Regions from separate parts of the Mus musculus genome. Here region 1 is linked to region 2. The links are chromatin contacts, called in public ChIA-PET maps. All regions are on one chromosome and are shown on one strand. Each heading gives the region's core, a stretch centred on a gene start, on an enhancer-like site or on the middle of the called end of the contact. The rest is flanking DNA. Distances are from core to core; before and after follow the strand shown. Region 1 overlaps Lmntd1 (lamin tail domain containing 1). Region 2 overlaps Casc1 (cancer susceptibility candidate 1).

What was found. ChIA-PET counts read pairs in DNA pulled down with a chosen protein or histone mark.
Region 1: an RNA polymerase II ChIA-PET map of memory CD8 T cells shows a contact between it and region 2, with 6 read pairs. The contact joins two enhancer-like sites. A contact is called at or near these places in 4 of 39 promoter capture datasets (liver, pre-B cells and stem cell-derived epiblast-like cells), 10 of 484 Hi-C or Micro-C datasets (B cells, the HL-1 cell line, adipose-derived mesenchymal stem cells and 3 more) and 1 of 115 datasets of contacts at active chromatin or transcription factors (memory CD8 T cells).

Annotation. Positions count from the first base shown.
Region 1 is chr6:145,414,619-145,419,080 of GRCm38.p6, forward strand. Lmntd1 (lamin tail domain containing 1) reads right to left here. Exons shown (of 10, transcript NM_028742.2): 7 at 2,782-2,901. Among named protein-coding and RNA genes, the nearest start is that of Lmntd1, 18 kb to the right of the region's middle. Within about 2 kb of position 2,888, at least 25 of the 459 cell types and tissues checked have an H3K27ac peak or open chromatin away from gene starts, as enhancers often do. A contact at or near this core is called in memory CD8 T cells, where this site is marked.
Region 2 is chr6:145,185,397-145,189,619 of GRCm38.p6, forward strand. Casc1 (cancer susceptibility candidate 1) reads right to left here. Exons shown (of 16, transcript NM_177222.4): 10 at 415-496. Gm15543 (predicted gene 15543) reads left to right here. Exons shown (of 2, transcript NR_157240.1): 2 at 1,969-2,234. Among named protein-coding and RNA genes, the nearest start is that of Gm15543, 5.2 kb to the left of the region's middle. Within about 2 kb of position 2,310, at least 129 of the 459 cell types and tissues checked have an H3K27ac peak or open chromatin away from gene starts, as enhancers often do. A contact at or near this core is called in memory CD8 T cells, where this site is marked.

The DNA.
Region 1 (4,462 bases), core at 1,638-4,137, 230 kb after region 2:
GGGTTTCCAGGAAAGCCTTTCTTGCAATTGCAGGTGAGGACTAGCTTCACTGAGGTAAGAATGGAGGTGATCTTGTCTGTAAAGAACTGTGAGTTTTTATTAGGGTCTCAGGTGGACACGGGCTCTCCCTGGCCTTCTTATTAAGGGCGCATTTTCTAGCTGAAGAAGCTTACTGCCTTGTCACAGCTGGGTTTTTCCAATGGGATGAAACCCAAGGGTGTGGCCTGAAGAGGAGGTCATCTACTGTAGTCGGTGTGGCGCTGTTGTCGTCGTCGTCATCGCTGTGTGCATTGAACACTGGTACTCATTTGATGGTGTTATCTGTGAGTTGTTGAGAATACCTAGTGCTTCCTAGCTGTGCTCACCAGTGCCAGCCAGTCTGTGGGCTGCCTTATCTCAAGCCTTTTCCGGAAAGTGCTGCAAGCTTCTGCTACCAATATTTTCCTCCAAGTGTGAGGGGACAAGCAACCTTTGGGTTTGATCCCCTGAAACTGCAGCCTAAGTAAGCCTCTCCTACCTTAGGTTTCCCTGTCCGTGGTTTTGGCCATGGTTGCTGCTGTTTTAGGTCTCTCTGTTGCTGTGATAAACACCGTAACCAAAAACGTCTTGGGGAGGACGGGTTTATTTGCTTACAGGCTCTGATCACAGTCCATCATGGACAGACGGAAGTCAGGACAGGAACCAGCAGCATAAGCTTGGAGGCAGGAACCGAAGTAGAGGCTGAGGGACCCCGCCTACTGACTCGCTCCCTCTGGCTCTTGTCGGCCTGCTCTCTTATTTAACCCAAGCTTACATGACCAGCATCAGCACACCCACAGGGGGCTGGACTCTCCCACACCAATCATTATCAAGGCAGTGACTCCACAGACTTGCCAATCTGATGGCCACATTTTCTCTACTGAAGTCCCCACTTACCAAATGACTCTAGAACCACCCAGGACAAGTGCCAAACAATGCACTGCGTCAAGGGAGGAAGAGAGCCTCTGTGGGACCAAGACTGGCCTGCAGGGTGTGAGGTGTGAAGGGACAGTCAAATGATGGACATGAATACTACTGAGCAGGCATTGATTTTGGTTCATAATTTCATGAGATTTCATGCCATGATGGTGGGCAAACAATGGCAGAGTGGCTCACGGTGACAGGAGATTTGGCCAAGCTCCTCCATAACTGTGATCAGGCCAAGGTGGAGAAGGCACAAAAGGAAGGAACCACCTACAGTTTCCTATCTCCTTCAGAGGTGCCCTCCGCAGGCAGGGAAGGTGGTCTGACATTTCACATTCCAGCCCTCCGTCTTAACCTGGGTTTTGCTGATGGTGTCTCAGGAGACAGGGTAATTCATTTGAATTACATGTCCTTATTTTTCTAGCCAATTTTAAATACAAGTATTATAAAATTCAGTTTAAATCACGAAGACATGGATGGCTGAGTAAAGATGAATCTAGAGAGTTCCCAATCTGAAACCCAGCAAAGGGCAGGAGAGACGATTAAACAGGTAAGGATGCTGTTCTTCCAGACGACTCAGCTTCGGTTCCCAGCACCCACGTGAGTGGCTCACAACAGCCTGCAATTCCAACTCTTGAGATTCTGAACTCCCTTCTTTACTCTGAGGACACACACACACACACACACACACACACACACACACGCTCACACACATGCTATGCTATAAACATTCATACACACACACACTACACTGCATGCATCCTCACACACACATGCTCTCACACATACTACTGCATACATTCACACACATACATACACCCCACACTGCACACACACACTCTCTCATATGCACGCACATATATTCTTTCTCATGCACACACAGGAGGCACACATATGCCCCACACTGCACACATACACACATTCTCTACACACTCAGACACATACACACACACATACACTGCACACACACAACCCCATGCTGTGAACACTCACACACATATGCCACATAATACATACACACACCCTACAACATATACAGAAAATAAAATCTTTTAAAATTTTACTCTAGCCTGTTCAACAGGTAGTTACCGAATATCATTGTATAATGAAGTAAGAAAGAAATTCATACTCTAGTCCACATATTATGGGGGGGGGTGTTAATGGTTTTGTGGCGTAGCAAATTTGTCTAGGGATAAGAATTAAAGAATAAATTATAATTATGCTAGTTTTATACCAACGAAAGCATGAGACTGCCAAGCATGGGGAAAGAATCCCAGAAAATTATTTCTAAAGTATCTCATTTTATTCCGCATAGAAGATAGTTATTTCAAATTAAGAGTATAAGCCCTTCCATTAGCTTGTGCACCCCCCTGGGCGCAGAGATCAAGTCTTTGTGTTGTGTTCCTTGTGCATAGTTCAGCCTAGAGCATAGGCAAAGGCAAGACTCCCAAGAAACATTGTTGGGATGAATAGCTGAGCAGAGAAGGCCATGTGCAGTACCTTCCTTATCTCACACTTCCAGTCAGGATCGCAAATAAAGCCCACCCCTGACTCTGAATCTGCTGCAGCCTTCGGAAGCTCAGGGTGCCATAACTCCAAATGGCCAGAAGGGGGCACACTGGGGAGGGATAGGAGACAGCTGTTGATCAGAAACTCGGGACACCCTGACTGCTGCTGGGCACACACTGGGAGAGAGGGGTGTTGGTCTGCCTGAGGCACTAGCTGGGGGCATTTGGGGGTGACTCTAGATGTGCTGTGCAGAATGTGAGCAGGACCAAGGGCCGAAGGGAACAGTGGCCGGCTACTCCAGCATCGAGTGTTGAAAACTCTGACACTCACCTCACCATTGGGCTTGCACAAGATGGTCGTGCAGTCCGGACTGGATCGGAACTTGCTCTGTTCCTCCCAAACAAAGTCCGTTGGTGGCTGTGGCTTTGCTTCCGAAGCTGCTGCCCACACCTTAGAGAAAGCAGTTTGTTGCTGACAAGTGCTACTGCGGTTCCACCCAGAGCCACATCCGACGGTGCTATTGTTATTAATCTTTCTGAACAGATAGGGTTTTCGTTGTCATTAAAGGTGGGAAGGCTCTCCCTGCATTTGCCTGGTCTTGGCTAGAATTCCTACGTTCACATCATTTCTGTGCCTCAGCTTTAGCCTCCTGAGGACCTGGGACTATATAGGCATCTGAGCTTCTAGGTTGTTTTAAAATATAATGTAATGCTAAACAGTGACCGAACACGGTTTAAACAACCACCCAGCCCTGGCTTGTGGTCCGCAAGCGGATCCAGGATAGATATAAATGCACACTGTAGGCTTATTCAAAACACTAGGTCGTACCTTTGAGGTTTTTTGTTTTGCTTTGCTTGTTTTTGTAGCTTGATTTTGTGGTTTTCTAAAGTAATTTTGTAGAGATCTTATCTCAGTGTCATGTAAAACAAGCACACACATACTCTTGCAGCACATGGCTACAGACCAGACATCAAGGTTCAGAGGGTCACAGATGGGGGGTGTCAGGGAGAACCCCCTTAGTGCCTGCTCTCTGAGATGACCAGCTCTTTACTTCTCTTTTAAGAATCCATTTTCAGACTTAGGATTTTCACTTTGAAGGACAAGCCAGAATATGATTGCTTACTACACGGAAGAAAGCTGTGGAGAGCAAAGTACAGGCATCCATCCACGACACTACAAACCACAAAATCACATTTAGTACAAAGATCAAGTATCCACGAGGCCACTTGTGCCAAGCCACAGGCTGACAGTAGAGGCAGCATTCCCTATAGGAACCCAGCTCTGACATTATTACTGGCTCCCAGTGTTCCCAGCTCCCAGTGTTCCCAGCTCTCAGTGCTCCCAGTTCACAATGCTCTCATCTGTGCTCCCAGCACATAGTGCTCCTCTCTCAGTGTCCCCAGCTCCCAGTGTTCCCAGCTCCCAGTGCTCCCAGCTCCCCGTGATCCCAGCTCTCAGTGCTTCCAGCTCCCAGTGCTCCCAGCTCTTAGTGCTCCCAGCTCTCAGTGTTCCCAGCTCACTGTTCCCAGTTCCCAGCGTTCACGGCTCCCAGTGTTCCCGGCTCCCAGTGTTCCTGGCTCCCAGTGCTCCCAGCTCCCAGTGCTCCCAGCTCCCAGTGCTCCCAGCTCCTGCTACCCCCAGCTCACCATGTTCCCTCACGGTATTCCCTGCTTGTGATGTTTTTCTGTTCAAGGCAGCCCTGTGGTCCTGGCTTAAAGTTTCCCTAGCTCCTGACACTCCTGGCTGATAGTGTTCCCAATGCATTAATAAATTCCAGCTCTCAGTGTTCTCTACTCATGTTGCAGTCACAGATTATTTGTTCCCCAACTCACACCAATCCCAGATCATGGTACTTCCAATCCACCACATTTCCAGCTCCTGGGAGTCCCAGCTCATGATATCTCGAAAGCACAGTATCCCTAACTCACCATACTGTCAGCTCAGGCTATTCCAACCCACCATAGCACTGGCTCCGGCCATTCCCGCTTCACGATGGTCTTAGCTTCTGTTG
Region 2 (4,223 bases), core at 1,060-3,559:
GATCCTGAGTTCAAATCCCAACACCCACATGGTGGCTCACAACCATCTGTTATGGGCATCCAATGCCCTTTTCTGGTGTGTCTGAAGACAATGACAGTGTGCCCATATACATGACATAAATAAATATTCCCTTGTTTGGGTTGAATTATGAAGCTACTTTAATTGATGAGGCAGGTTACCAATGCATTCTGGGATCAGTGCTGAACGTCATTTGTCTGGAACATATTTTTTCCCTAAGTACATAACTTAATATTGAGTAGAAAAGTATGATTATTGATTATTGACAGTTTTTTTTTTTGTCTGAGAGGGACTGTGGAGGATTTGTGCTTCAAACATATTTCACTCTACAATGGCCTTGCCTTACTTTTCTGTGAAGGAAGCCTCCATTACACACCGAGGGTGGGGACAGAATACCTGCTAAGACTGCTTCACTCAGCAGCTTCATCTCCAGTTCAAGTTGGGTGGTTTGGGAATCCTCCCCTTCAGAGTCGGAAGTCTGCAATAGAAGAATGGCTGGCAGTGAGCATCAACATCCTCAGAAATTATTCTCTAAATGCAACAGGAGGGTATTGGTCCGTAAAATAGCCTAGAGACCAGGGTGAGGCTCTGTCTCAAAAAGCCAAACCAAAAGGACAACAAAACCAGCAGCAGGAACAGCGGCAGCAGCAGCAGGAATGGCTTTTTTAGCACTTAGCCTAAATGCTGTCACTTCAGGGACAGTCTCTGGCCTGTTGATTTGATTTGTGCGTATTTTGTCTCTTGATCACCCTATGCAATCTTTTCAGTACACATGCTGGTGTATATCCAGAATATAGTAGGCTGTCACCCCTCTACAAGGCTGCTCATTAGAGACAAGTCAGTAGACTGGGAGGTGGCCCAGCTGGCAAAGTGCCTGCCTAGCATGCAGGAGGATGGGGTTCAAGCCCCCAGCCCTGCATAAAACAGGGTGATGGTTTTTGTCTGTGATCCCAGCACTCTGGTGGAGGCAGGAGGATCAAAAGTCCAAGGCCATTCTCAGGTACACAGCCATTTGAGGCCAGCTGGGTTACATAAGATGCTGTGTCAAACCCCCTAAATCCAGAGAAACAACAACAAAGCAAACAAACAAAGCCCCCAAGATCATTCAATGGTAGAACCCTGAGGCCACATGGAGTCTTAGGTTCACTCTCTAGGACCAAACAGACACAACCAAAGAAAGGCAACATCAGGCTGAGTTTCTTATAGCAGATTTCACCTGAGAGTTAGACTGTGTGTGTGTGTGTGTGTGTGTGTGTGTGTGTGTGTGTGTGTGTGTGTGTGTGTGTGTGTGTGTGTATGCGTGTGTAGTATGAGCATGTTTGGGCATGTATGCCTCTGTGTGAATGTAATGTGTGTATACACATTCAGGCATGCACATGTGTGCATGCATGCTCTTGAGTGTACATGTGGAATTTTCTTATGCATGCTTGTTCAGTTTTTCTTTTGGAAGGACTGGGGATTTAAGCCAGGGCCTCATCCACACCGGCCAAGCATCTGTCGCTGAGTTACATTTCCAGGCCAGTTCAGTCCCTTAATGAGAGAGACACTTCGAAACTTAACTTTCAATTCAAAGACCCATGTCCATCTATCTGCTTGTTCCTCAGGGTAGTAAAATATTTTTGAAACTACTATTTTAAATGTTCTACTTTGAATAATTTCTCATTAATTATGCCCTACTCAAATTAGCCCTTTCTAAACATGTTGTGCTATAAACAACTTAGAATGTTTATGGTATTTTAAAATATATTAAACATTTAAATATTTTTATTGTTAAATATTTTTTTAAATATTTACAATATTTTTAAAAGCCATTCAAATCAATTAAGAGTCGGTATTAAGAGCCCTCTAGTGGCCAACTTCTTAATAAGCTCATGAAAAAAGAAACCTACACTGTCATTTAATGTCAGAGAATTTTCAATTTACATTACTCTTCACTCTCAACTTGACTAGATCCCACCCTGAACATGGACTTGCGATTCTGTGAGATGATGTCACAACCTAAACAGAAAGAGAAGAGAGAGAGAGCTGAACATGGACGTTCACAGTCTCTGCTGTCTGGCTGCAGAAACCCCGTGTATCGCTACCTCGCGCTCCCGCTGCTCCCGTGATACACTGCATCCCGTCATGCCATGAACCTATACAATCCCTTCTTTCCCTAAGTTGTCTCTGCCTGCTATTTGCCACATCAGTGAAAAATGAAAGTACATAGAAAACGCAGTATTGAGGCGCAGCGATGTCACTGCGAGCAACCTGGCCACGTGATCATAGCTTTGTCACCGCGAGCAACCTGGCCGCATGATCATAGCTGTCACCGAGCATCCTAGCCACGTGATCACAGCTTTGTCACCATGAGCATCCTGGTCGCGCGACCATAGTTTTAGAACTGATTTGGGGCGAATACGGAAACAGCCTAGAGCCATAAGCCACAAGAGCCCTAGAATTCTGTAAGCAAGAGCTCAGTGGCTGTCCGGGTGGAAGTTTGGTAGAAGACAATAATGAGAAATCAGTAGAGTGTATGGCTTTTCAGACAGGGTACAGCATGAGGCTTCAGAGAGGAAGAGGAGGAGGAGGAGGAGGAGGAGGAGGAGGAGGAGGAGGAGGAGGAGGAGGAGGAGGAGGAGGAGGAGGAGGAGCCGTTGTCCTGGGAACTAGGCTAGAAGCTGATGATGTCATATCCTGGCATAGGATTTCCTAAAAGTTTGAATGAGGCTGGATCCAAAAGTACTGAACTACATTGACATTTTAAGACAGAAACAGCCAGGCTGGTTGTGGTCACTGCTCACAGTGCTTAGATTCATAGTGAGGGGGTAGAGGGCTTTAAGTAATGTCCAGTTTGGCGAGGAAAGGGGTGAGTCTAAAGGTACAGGTGAGGAGGGTGGCAGCCCCTCTATGCTAAAACTCTCAGAGCCATTAACGGAAAATTGGGACAAGTGGGGGTGGGGGTAGGGTGCAACAGAGAGCAAGACCCCACCCATCAAAGGCTCTAACTCAGATCCTGCCTGGGCACTTTTGCCTCTGTGGACATCCTGCACATGTCCTCCTTACCATGTCAAGTGCTGTCAGGCTGGAGGTATGACAGCAACAGCACACATGCCTAATATGTTGAGAGGGGGCCTCCTGGAAATGGCCCCTCTCTCATCTCCCCACATTCTCAGTGTAAAGTGTTTCCTATCCCAACTCCCAGCCTGCCTTCACAAGCTCTGGGAAAGCGTATGAGGCTCCTGGCAACTGCCTGCTTCGGGGTTCTGAGATCTATCTGGGTATGCCACAGGATGCTCCGCCAATCATCACACCAACTGGAATCTACCCAGGGCAGCATTCAATGGTAATAGAAAGCAGACAGGCGTGGTTAGCCACATTCTCTAAGGCCATTAAGACTAAGTCAGGATTAAGCGTGGTCCTTCCAAGTTCAGAGAGTAAGTCAAACACCTGCTGGGACAGGTGTGAGACCCTAACACACACAGGTCCTGCCGCTGTTGTTATGAATTCACAGGCTTACGCTTTTAATGTAAAGTATTTCCAGGATCCGGGGATTGCTCAGAGCAGGCAAGAGCACGTGCTGTCCTTCCAGAGGGCCTGAGTTGTTTCTCAGAACCTGAATGAAGCAGCTCAAACTCACCTGCGCCTTCAGCCCCAGGGGCTGCTATGCCCTCCCTGGCCGCCCCTGACACTGCACTCATGGGCACAACCCCACCAACTAAAACCAACACTGTTTTATGAAAACTGTTTCCTAAGTGACCTACATTAACAGAATGGCAAACTGCAACTCCATGAGGCCACCCTGACGGATCCCTAGATACAAGATGGAATGCTTTAGTTTGCAAATTCAACCCATGGTTCAAATTACAGTTTCTAAGTTCTGTCATTTTGCAGTTTTTAAGTTAATGCAATTCTTATGTAAGACACTGGTAGATTTACATCAAATATTAACTATGATCAAGCCACTTGATGCAGAGTGGAGAATCGTCCAACACCCCGACAGGCCAGGAACGCTGCGGAGTCTCTTGTCAGTCACGTCCGTGATGACGGTTCACTTGCTCTGTTCTGACTGCGACTCCTGTGGTGCTTGACGTGAACCCCCATTTCCTTTTATTGTATTTTAAATTCTTATTTACATTGAGATGATGCTGGTTCAGGGACCACTTCCCATGGCCTCCCACTCACCCACATATTGCCTCCTGTCTGACTGTTAAAGCGATCTTTCC